2 separate regions of the Macaca mulatta genome follow, and region 1 is linked to region 2. The links are chromatin contacts, called in public Hi-C maps. All regions are on one chromosome and are shown on one strand. The core of a region is the stretch at or near the end of the contact, and the rest is flanking DNA. Distances in the headings are between cores, read along the strand shown.

Region 1 (3,969 bases), core at 348-2,847, 220 kb before region 2:
CCGGTACTCTCCGGCAACCCCCACGTCTCTTGCCTTCTCCAGCTCCAGTTAGTCCTGGAGCGCCTCCAGCCTGAAGACCCATGCGGGCAGCTGGGCGAATCCCGCGGGCGATCCCTGCGCGCCTGGGGACTGGAAGCAGCCAGAGCAGGCGCACACACACAACCTTGTGTGTGCGTGTGTGTTTACGTACGGAACGCGCGGGGTGGGAAAACAATGGCGAGCCGCTGGGAACTGAGTGACTACCCGCTCCGCATCTCCCTACCCCTAGGCGCGATCAGCGTTTGCAGCGGAATCGGGATGAAAAGGCTCACCTACGATATCCCAGGGCGGGAGGTGTGGGTAGTAAAAAGCAGCCTGGGGTGGGGGTGGGGGTGGGACGGGAGCAGCCGGAGCAGAAAACAAACAGGATGCGGCGCCAGTCTGGTCCGCTGGGGAACGACCCTGAAACCGCGGCAAGGGGCGCGCGTCTGTCCCCCAGCACCCCACGCAACCATGGCGGAGGAGCTCTGCGCCTCGTCGCAGGCACCTGAGCCCCACGCAGGACGCGCGCAGGTCGCCTCGGCTTCCCACTGAGAAATCCTTGAACTAGGCGCATAGTCGGGCTAATGAGAAAGACCTAGTCCTCTGCGGTCGGCGAGGAGCGGGTTGAGGGTGCACCCTAAGCTCGACCCGCGTGGTGAACGCGCGCGCGCGCGCGCACACACACACACACACACACACACACACACAAACACACACACACACACAGCCACGCACTGCCTTACAGGCTGCCACCCCTTTCCACAAGGACCCAAGTCGGCCAGGGAGGAGCCGCCTCTGCCCAGGGTTGTTGGGGGTAGGTGAGGGTCCGTCCCTCCTCGAAAAACTTTGCACGGGGTGGAAACTCGCAGGGAAGAGAGCCGGTGGGTGCCCAGAAACGTAGGGGCGCAAGTGTCAAACTTCAGCGGGCTGGGGAGATGGGCGCGACGGCGCGATCATGGCGCGGAGGGGTGCACTTACTACTCAGCCAGGCGCGGGGCTCGGGGCTCGGGGCTCGCGGCTCCGCGCTCCTGCTCCAACTCCGTGCGGTCCTCGCGGCTGGCAGCCTACGCTTCCCGCTCACATGCCCCCGCGACGCCGCGGGCGGGCCGGGTTGGTGAGGCTGGGCTGGGAGGGGGCACGCCCCCCGCCGTCGGCCGGGGAGTCGCTGCGGACCCACGGCCACCCTGGGTCCGCGCCCCACGGGGGGCCGCCGTCCCGGGCGGCGAGCTTGGTTCCGGCCGGGCGGCGCCCTCTCCACCGAGCCAGGCCGCTCTCTGCCCTCTGCCCTCTGCCCTGGGTTTGCGGCCGTCTCCCTGCCTTCCGCGGTCCTGCTCCGCCACTAGTCCGACGCGCAGCCGGCCGGCCCGCCCTGCTCTCCGGCTCTCCGGCTCTCCGGCTCCACGCTCAGCGCCTCGGCTTGGTTCCGAGTCAGGGCCTACGAGGCTGACCGCTGAGCTCTGGGCTCAGACCCGGGCTCGCCGGTTCTGGACCCGGGTTCCAGGACCGGTGCTCACACAGTTCAATTCCAAGCCGGGACTGGAGCAGGGCGCTCGCTGCTCGCCGCTGCGAGGCTACTGGACAGCCTAGAGGAGAAAGAGGGAGGGAGACTGAGAGCGCGCAGGGGGAGGGGGGAGGAGGGAGGGAGGGAGGGTGGGGACATGCAGAAGAAGGGAGGGACAGAGAGTTTCCTCCTCCCCCCTGCAGCCGGGTCCATCCAGGCATCAACAGCTGGAAACCTCTGTTGGAAAGGAGAAAGCTTAAGGTTTCCGGGCGGCGGTGGAGGGTGGAGGTGGAGTGAGGGGGTGTAGAGAAGAGAAGAAAGAAGGATTCTGCCCGCTCCCACTGCCCAGGTATGCAGATCGCTACAGAGAATCTTCACTCCTTGAAGCTAGACCTAAGAAGTTACTGGTCCAACTCCAAGCCTCCTAGCCCCTCCAGACAGATAGCCTGAACTCGGGGTTTTTAAATAACCCATTTCTCTGGGAACCTGATCTCGGCCGGGCGCGGTGGCTCACGCCTGTAATCCCAGCAATTTGGGAGGCCGAGGCGGGCGGATCACTAGGTCAGGAGATCGAGACAATCCTGGCTAATATGGTGAAACCCCGTCTCTACTAAAAATACAAAAAATTAGCCGGGCGTGATGGCACGCGCCTGTAACACCCGTACTCGGAAGGCTAAGGCAGGAGAATCGCTTGAACCCGGGAGTCAGAGGTTGCAGTGAGCCAAGATCGCGCCATTGCACTCCAGCCTGGGCGACAGAGCGAGACTCGGCTCAAAAAACAAACAAACAAACAAACAAACAAAAAACCTGATCTCACCTGTAGCTAGATGGATTCCTGATATCTCCAACCACTCCCTAATCCTATCATTTGCAGCCTCTCATATAAATCTCTTATTTTCTCCTGTCCCATTATATGGGAGGGTGGGGGAGAATGCAGAGTTGGTTTCGGTTCATTCAACATATTTATCAAATGTCCACATGTGACCGGGCGCGGTGGCTCATGCCTTTAATCCCAGCACTTTGGGAGGCCAAGGCAGGGTATCACCTGAGGTTAGGAGTTCGAGACCAGCCTGGTGAAACCCCCTCTCTACTAAAAATACAAAAATTAGCCGGGTGTGGTGGTGCATGCCTGTAACTCCAACTACTGGAGAGGCTGAGGCAGAAGAATTGCTTGAACCTGGGAGGCGGAGGTTGCAGTGAGTGGAGAACGCACCACCGCACTCCAGCCTGGGCGACAGAGTGAGACTCCATCTCCAAAAAAAAAAAACATCTACATATGCCTGGCTTACCTGAGTGCTGGGGACACGAAGACAAATGAGACAGTGTCCTTCCCTTTCTGGATTCTGATTTTGTAAAGGAATGGGTGAATATACCATTGCAGTGAAGTGGAGAGGGCTAAGATAGGGCAGGCAAATGGGCACAGGGCCACCAAAGACACTGGGGTATGGGGACTGGAACCAGAGTCTTCTTGGGGGAGGTGGCATCTGAAATGGGTCTTGGAAGGACCTGTGGGTGTAGGGCAGATTAAAAGAGTGACAATCATGGACCTACTAAGAAGTCTATGCCCACAGTGTGGGTGGCCAGTGTGTTTAAAGGTGATGGTCAGCAAGGCTCTCAAGGCCTTCTAAGGACTCATCCTTGCCCACTGCTTTGCCTGGCTAACTCCTTTCATCTTTTAGGTCTCAGCCTAGACATCAACTTTCCCTGAAGCCTTTCTTGATGGCCATATCTGGGCCAGGTGCCCCATCTGTGGGCTCTGGAAAAATCCCCACTTGTAGATAATATGGTAACCATTCATTTGTCTGTCTGCCCTGCTGGACTGTAAGCTCCGCAAGGGCAGGGATGTATCTCTCCAGTGTGCCTAGCCAGGGATTGAGAAAGAGCATAAATACTTATTGATCAATACTTGTTGATGGAAGGAAATAGGGAGCCACTGAAGGATTCTAAGCAAGGCCTCAGATGCCATCAATCTAGCTGGAGATAGGAAGGAGGCCAGTGACCAGACAATAACAGTGACCAGGGTAAAAATGATGCAGGCCTGAGCTAAGCTGGGAGTAGGAGGAATGGAAAGGAGAAAACAGGTGGGTGTAAGAGAGTGGGAGAAGCCAACATTAAGGGCCTGATGTTTGGGATAACTATGGATGAAGCCATCCTAGAAACCATGAAAGGGTTACCCAAGTTGCCAGATGTAGTGGCTCATGCATGTAATCCCAGCACTTTGGAAGTCCGAGGCAGGCGGATCACCTGAGGTCAGGAGTTTGAAACCAGTCTGACCAACATGGAGAAACCCAGTCTCTACTAAAAATACAAAATTAGCCGGGTGTGGTGGTGCATGCCTGTAATCCCAGCTAATCAGGAGGCTGAGGCAGGAGAATTGCTTGAACCCCAGGAGGCAGAGGTTAAGGTGAGCTAAGATCGTGCCACTGCACTCCAGCCTGGGCAACAAG
Region 2 (4,045 bases), core at 857-3,356:
TGCTCATAGAGCCACACCTGAATCCGCGATCTCTGAAATAATCATAAAAGTGGAAACGTTAAAAAAAGAAAAATGGGGCCAGGCGCAGCGACTCATGCCTGTAATCCCAGCACTTGGGGAGGCCCAGGCAGGTGAATCACAAGGTCAAGAGATAGAGAGCATCCTGGCTAACATGGTGAAGCCCCATCTCTACTAAAAATACAAAAAAAATTAGCTGGGCATGGTAGCACACGCCTGTAGTACCAGTTATCAGGAGGCTGAAGCAGGGGAATCACTTGACCCCGGGAGGCGGAAACTGCAGTGAGCCGAGATCGAGCCACTACACTCCAGCCTGGGGGACAGAGTGAGACTCCGTCTTAAAAAAAAAAGAAAAGAAAAGAAAAAAAAGAAAAAGAAAAACAGGCCAGCTGCCTCGATTCACACCTGTAATTCCAGTACTTTGGGATGCCAAAGCAGAATAATTCGCTTTGTGGCCAGGTGTTCAAGATTAGCCTGTGCAACATTAAGCAAGATCTTGCCCCCTCCCCCGCCCCCCTCCCAAAATTGAAGTACACAAAACCTAACCATTTTGGTCAAACGACAAGAGAAATATGGCTCCTAAAAAAAACTGTAATGAATGTAAGTCAAGAGTTTTAACTAATTAGCCCATATCTAAGAATTATTCACCAGTAATAATAATCTCAAAGAGAATTTTCATTTAATAAGTTCTATATTGGAACTATATAACCTAATAATTTTCCTGTGATCTTGGGACTCAACATTTCTTACTGCTTCTGGTTTCAATCTATTTAAGAGTGAAAGTTTTTGACAGCATAGCACAAAGCAGCAATTTCTAATGACCAAGGGCTTATATCTTGCAGCAAAATCCAGTTCCAAAACAAAGCTTTCTCATGTCACACACCTAACAACCAGGACAGGAGCCCTCAATTCAGGTGGTTAAAAATTATTATCACCTGAAATTAATGTTTTTCAGTTGTGCTGTCACACTATAAAATTTAAGTTGCTAAAGTTCCCCCCAAAGGAAAGCAGCTGCCACCAAATTCCTCTGAAGCTACCCCTTCTTTCTTTTTCCGTCTTTAAGTTTTCCAACAGATATTAAACACACCACCTCTTGACATGGTTTAAGTTGGTTTTTTCTTCCAATGTGTTTCATCTTAAAGGGGAGAGGTTCCAACGTTCTAGGCATAATCACTACTAACAAAACTACTGATGCCCAAATACCATGCTCAAGTCTGCTGATAATACTTTTTGGAATTAAAAAGTATTTTTGATCTTGCAAAGTAATAATACAATTCTTTGCATGTTGGGAAGTGGCATGGATACACACCACTTCACCACATTAGTGCTTTCTCAGTACTCCTTCCCCTCGATTACCCTTCAATCTCCAGTTACATCTATTTTTAAATTCTAGAACACAGCGATCACTCAGGTTAACACAAAAAACTAAATCAGTTCATCTCTTATTTAAAAAATAGTTATGAAACAAGCAACTTACGTACATTTTGTAAGTATCTGAAGATGAGGTTCTGCACCACAGTGGCTAAGGAAAAAATACAAAAGCAGCATAGACTGCTTCCTGAAACAACTGGACGACCCTGTTCCCGTCTCACCTTGGTATACTGAACGCGAGGTCTGGTGCTTACGCAAACAAAAAGTGCCCAGCTGGGCATTCATTAGGGGTCTTCTAAAGATTAAAGAACATCCCTTCTACTTTCATTCCCCTGGAGTTTCCCGAAACCTTTAACTCCCGTTTTCACTCCGCACCTAAAGTTCTCTTCCCTCCTTTCGCCGCCTCCATTCCTGCATTCCCCCACGGCAGGGGTCCACCCAAGACCACCTCCCCACCATCACGGTTCTTCAACTACCCGCGCTTTCTTCCAGTCTTGGTCGCCCCGGGGGCTCATGGGATGTGGATTCGTACTCCGCTACCCCAGGCCTGCTCTCAGTCTGCGCCTTCGCACCCCGTATTCTGGCCCGAACCTCCCAGTCCTGACATCCTGCGTAGGATACGATGGGCTGCACCATAACCTTCTGCACTTTCTGGCCCTGGCCACGGTACGCCATGGTGAAATTTCACAAAGAGCACAACCTCACGCTGCCTCTGAGAGCAATTTCCGGAATAAAGAACCGGAAGCGGAAGTATGTGAAGGTTACGCGGCGACATGGGCGTCTCCTAGGAAATGCCCCTCTAGCCACGAAGTCATGTTTCTCCGCTGCATGGCCTCCGAGGGAGGCCAAACTGAGGCGTCTGCGCTGTGGAAGGTGGACCGGTCCTATAGCGCCACCTGGAGGCAGGCGGGAGGAGGTGCCTTCGGTTGCCATGTCTCCAATTTCTTTTCTTTTCTTTTTTTTTTTTTTGAGGCGAAGTCTCGCTCTCTCGCCCAGGCTAGAGTGCAGTGGCGCGATCTCAGCTTACTGCAACCTCCGCCTCCCGGGTTCAAGCGATTCTCCTGCCTCAGCCTCCCGAGTAGCTGGGACTACAGGCGCGTGCCACCACGTCCTACTAATTTTTTGTATTGTTGGTAGAGACGGGGTTTCACCATGTTGGCCAGTATGGTCTCGATCTCCTGACCTCAAGATTCGCCCGCCTCGGCCTCCCAAAGTGCTGGGATTACAGGCGTGAGACACTGCGCCCAGCCCGTATCTCCATTTTCTGAGTTAGCTTAAAAAGCCAAAATCGTCCCACTGTGTATCTCTGTGTGTAAAGTGAGTTAATTTCGTGCCTTTCCTAAAAGTTTAGGCTTGATAACAGCGTTGTGGTGGACAGGGTAGGGCGGCAAGAAGCCCAAACTTCAGGCCTCCCGCCTCTGGCAGTCGGCCAGGGGCGGTCTGCATTCCAAAGCCAGACGGCTGGTTCGCTCCAGTTACGGATTCAGCTCAGCCACTTCGTGGAGCGAGTTTACTGTTCAGGTGGCAACTGAGGGTGGCGATCTACCATGAAGACGCTGAAATCTACATGCCGGGCGCAAATCCAGCTCTTTTAGAGTTGGGTGACAAAGGATAAATTACTCAGCCTCACCGTGTCTTGGCTTAGTTTTCAAAACGGAGATTAAAGATTAACTTTACTCAGGGGGTTGAAGATTCAATGAAAGAATTGTCTATGTGTGCACACAGTTAGGCGTCAGCCAGTGTCAGAACATGCCCTTCCCTGGATAACACAGCTACTAAGTGGAGGAGCTGGAATTCGTAGTTGTGCCTGACCCCAAAGCCCAACTACCTTTCCATTGTGTCATGGCTTGTGGCCTGGCAGAGAGTTCGTTTAATTGGCATACACATGTTATAGAAGAGGAAACTGAAGTTTAGACTTTTGAAAGGACTTGCCTTAAGGGAACACGGATTAGGGCAAATGGCAGAATCAAAATTAGCTTTTCTGAGGGCTTCTGTTTAGTGGGGATAATAGTAATGACAACCTCAGAAAGGGTTTGAATTGAAAGTGATTTTTAAACTACACGAAGTGGCCAGGCTCATGCATGTAATCCCAGCATTTTGGGAGGCCGAGGCAGGTGGGTCATCTGAGGTCGGGAGTTCGAGACCAGCCTGGGCAACATGGTGAAACCTTGTCTCTACTAAAAATACAAAAATTAGCCATGCATGGTAGCACACGCCTGTAATCCCAGCTACTGTGGGAGACTGAGACAGGAGAATCGCTGTCTGCAAATCGCCGGGAGGCAGAGGTTGCAGTGAGCCGAGATCATGCCACTGCACTCCAGCCTTGGCGACAGAGCGAGACTCTGTCTCAAAAAAATAAATAAGAATAAATAAACTACACAAAGCTAGCAAATGCTTGGCATAACTATTTCCTTTAAAAAATTTCAGCCGGGGCTGGGCACAGTGGCTCATGCCTGTAAATCCCAGCACTTTGGGAGGCTGAGGTGGGTGGATCACAAGGTCAGGAGTTCGAGACCAGTCTGGCCAATATGGTGAAACCCCATCTCTACTAAAAATACAAAAATTAGCCGGGCATAGTGGCAGGCACCTGTAGTCCCATCTACTCAGGAGGCTGAGGCAGGAGAATTGCTTGAATCTGGGAGGCTGAGGTTGCAGT

Evidence for each region. Hi-C and Micro-C count contacts between places; a contact is called where the count stands out from the background.
Region 1: a contact with region 2 is called in a Hi-C map of liver, with 2.2 times the contacts expected there. The contact joins the promoter of SOX13 here to the promoter of SNRPE in region 2.

Annotation. Positions count from the first base shown.
Region 1 is chr1:61,815,884-61,819,852 of T2T-MMU8v2.0, reverse strand. It overlaps SOX13 (SRY-box transcription factor 13), which reads right to left and starts at 1,597. Exons shown (of 13, transcript XM_078003844.1): 1 at 1,000-1,597.
Region 2 is chr1:61,596,916-61,600,960 of T2T-MMU8v2.0, reverse strand. SNRPE (small nuclear ribonucleoprotein polypeptide E) reads right to left here and starts at 2,106. Exons shown (of 5, transcript NM_001266775.1): 1 at 2,011-2,106; 2 at 1,500-1,526; 3 at 1-32. The coding sequence starts at 2,064.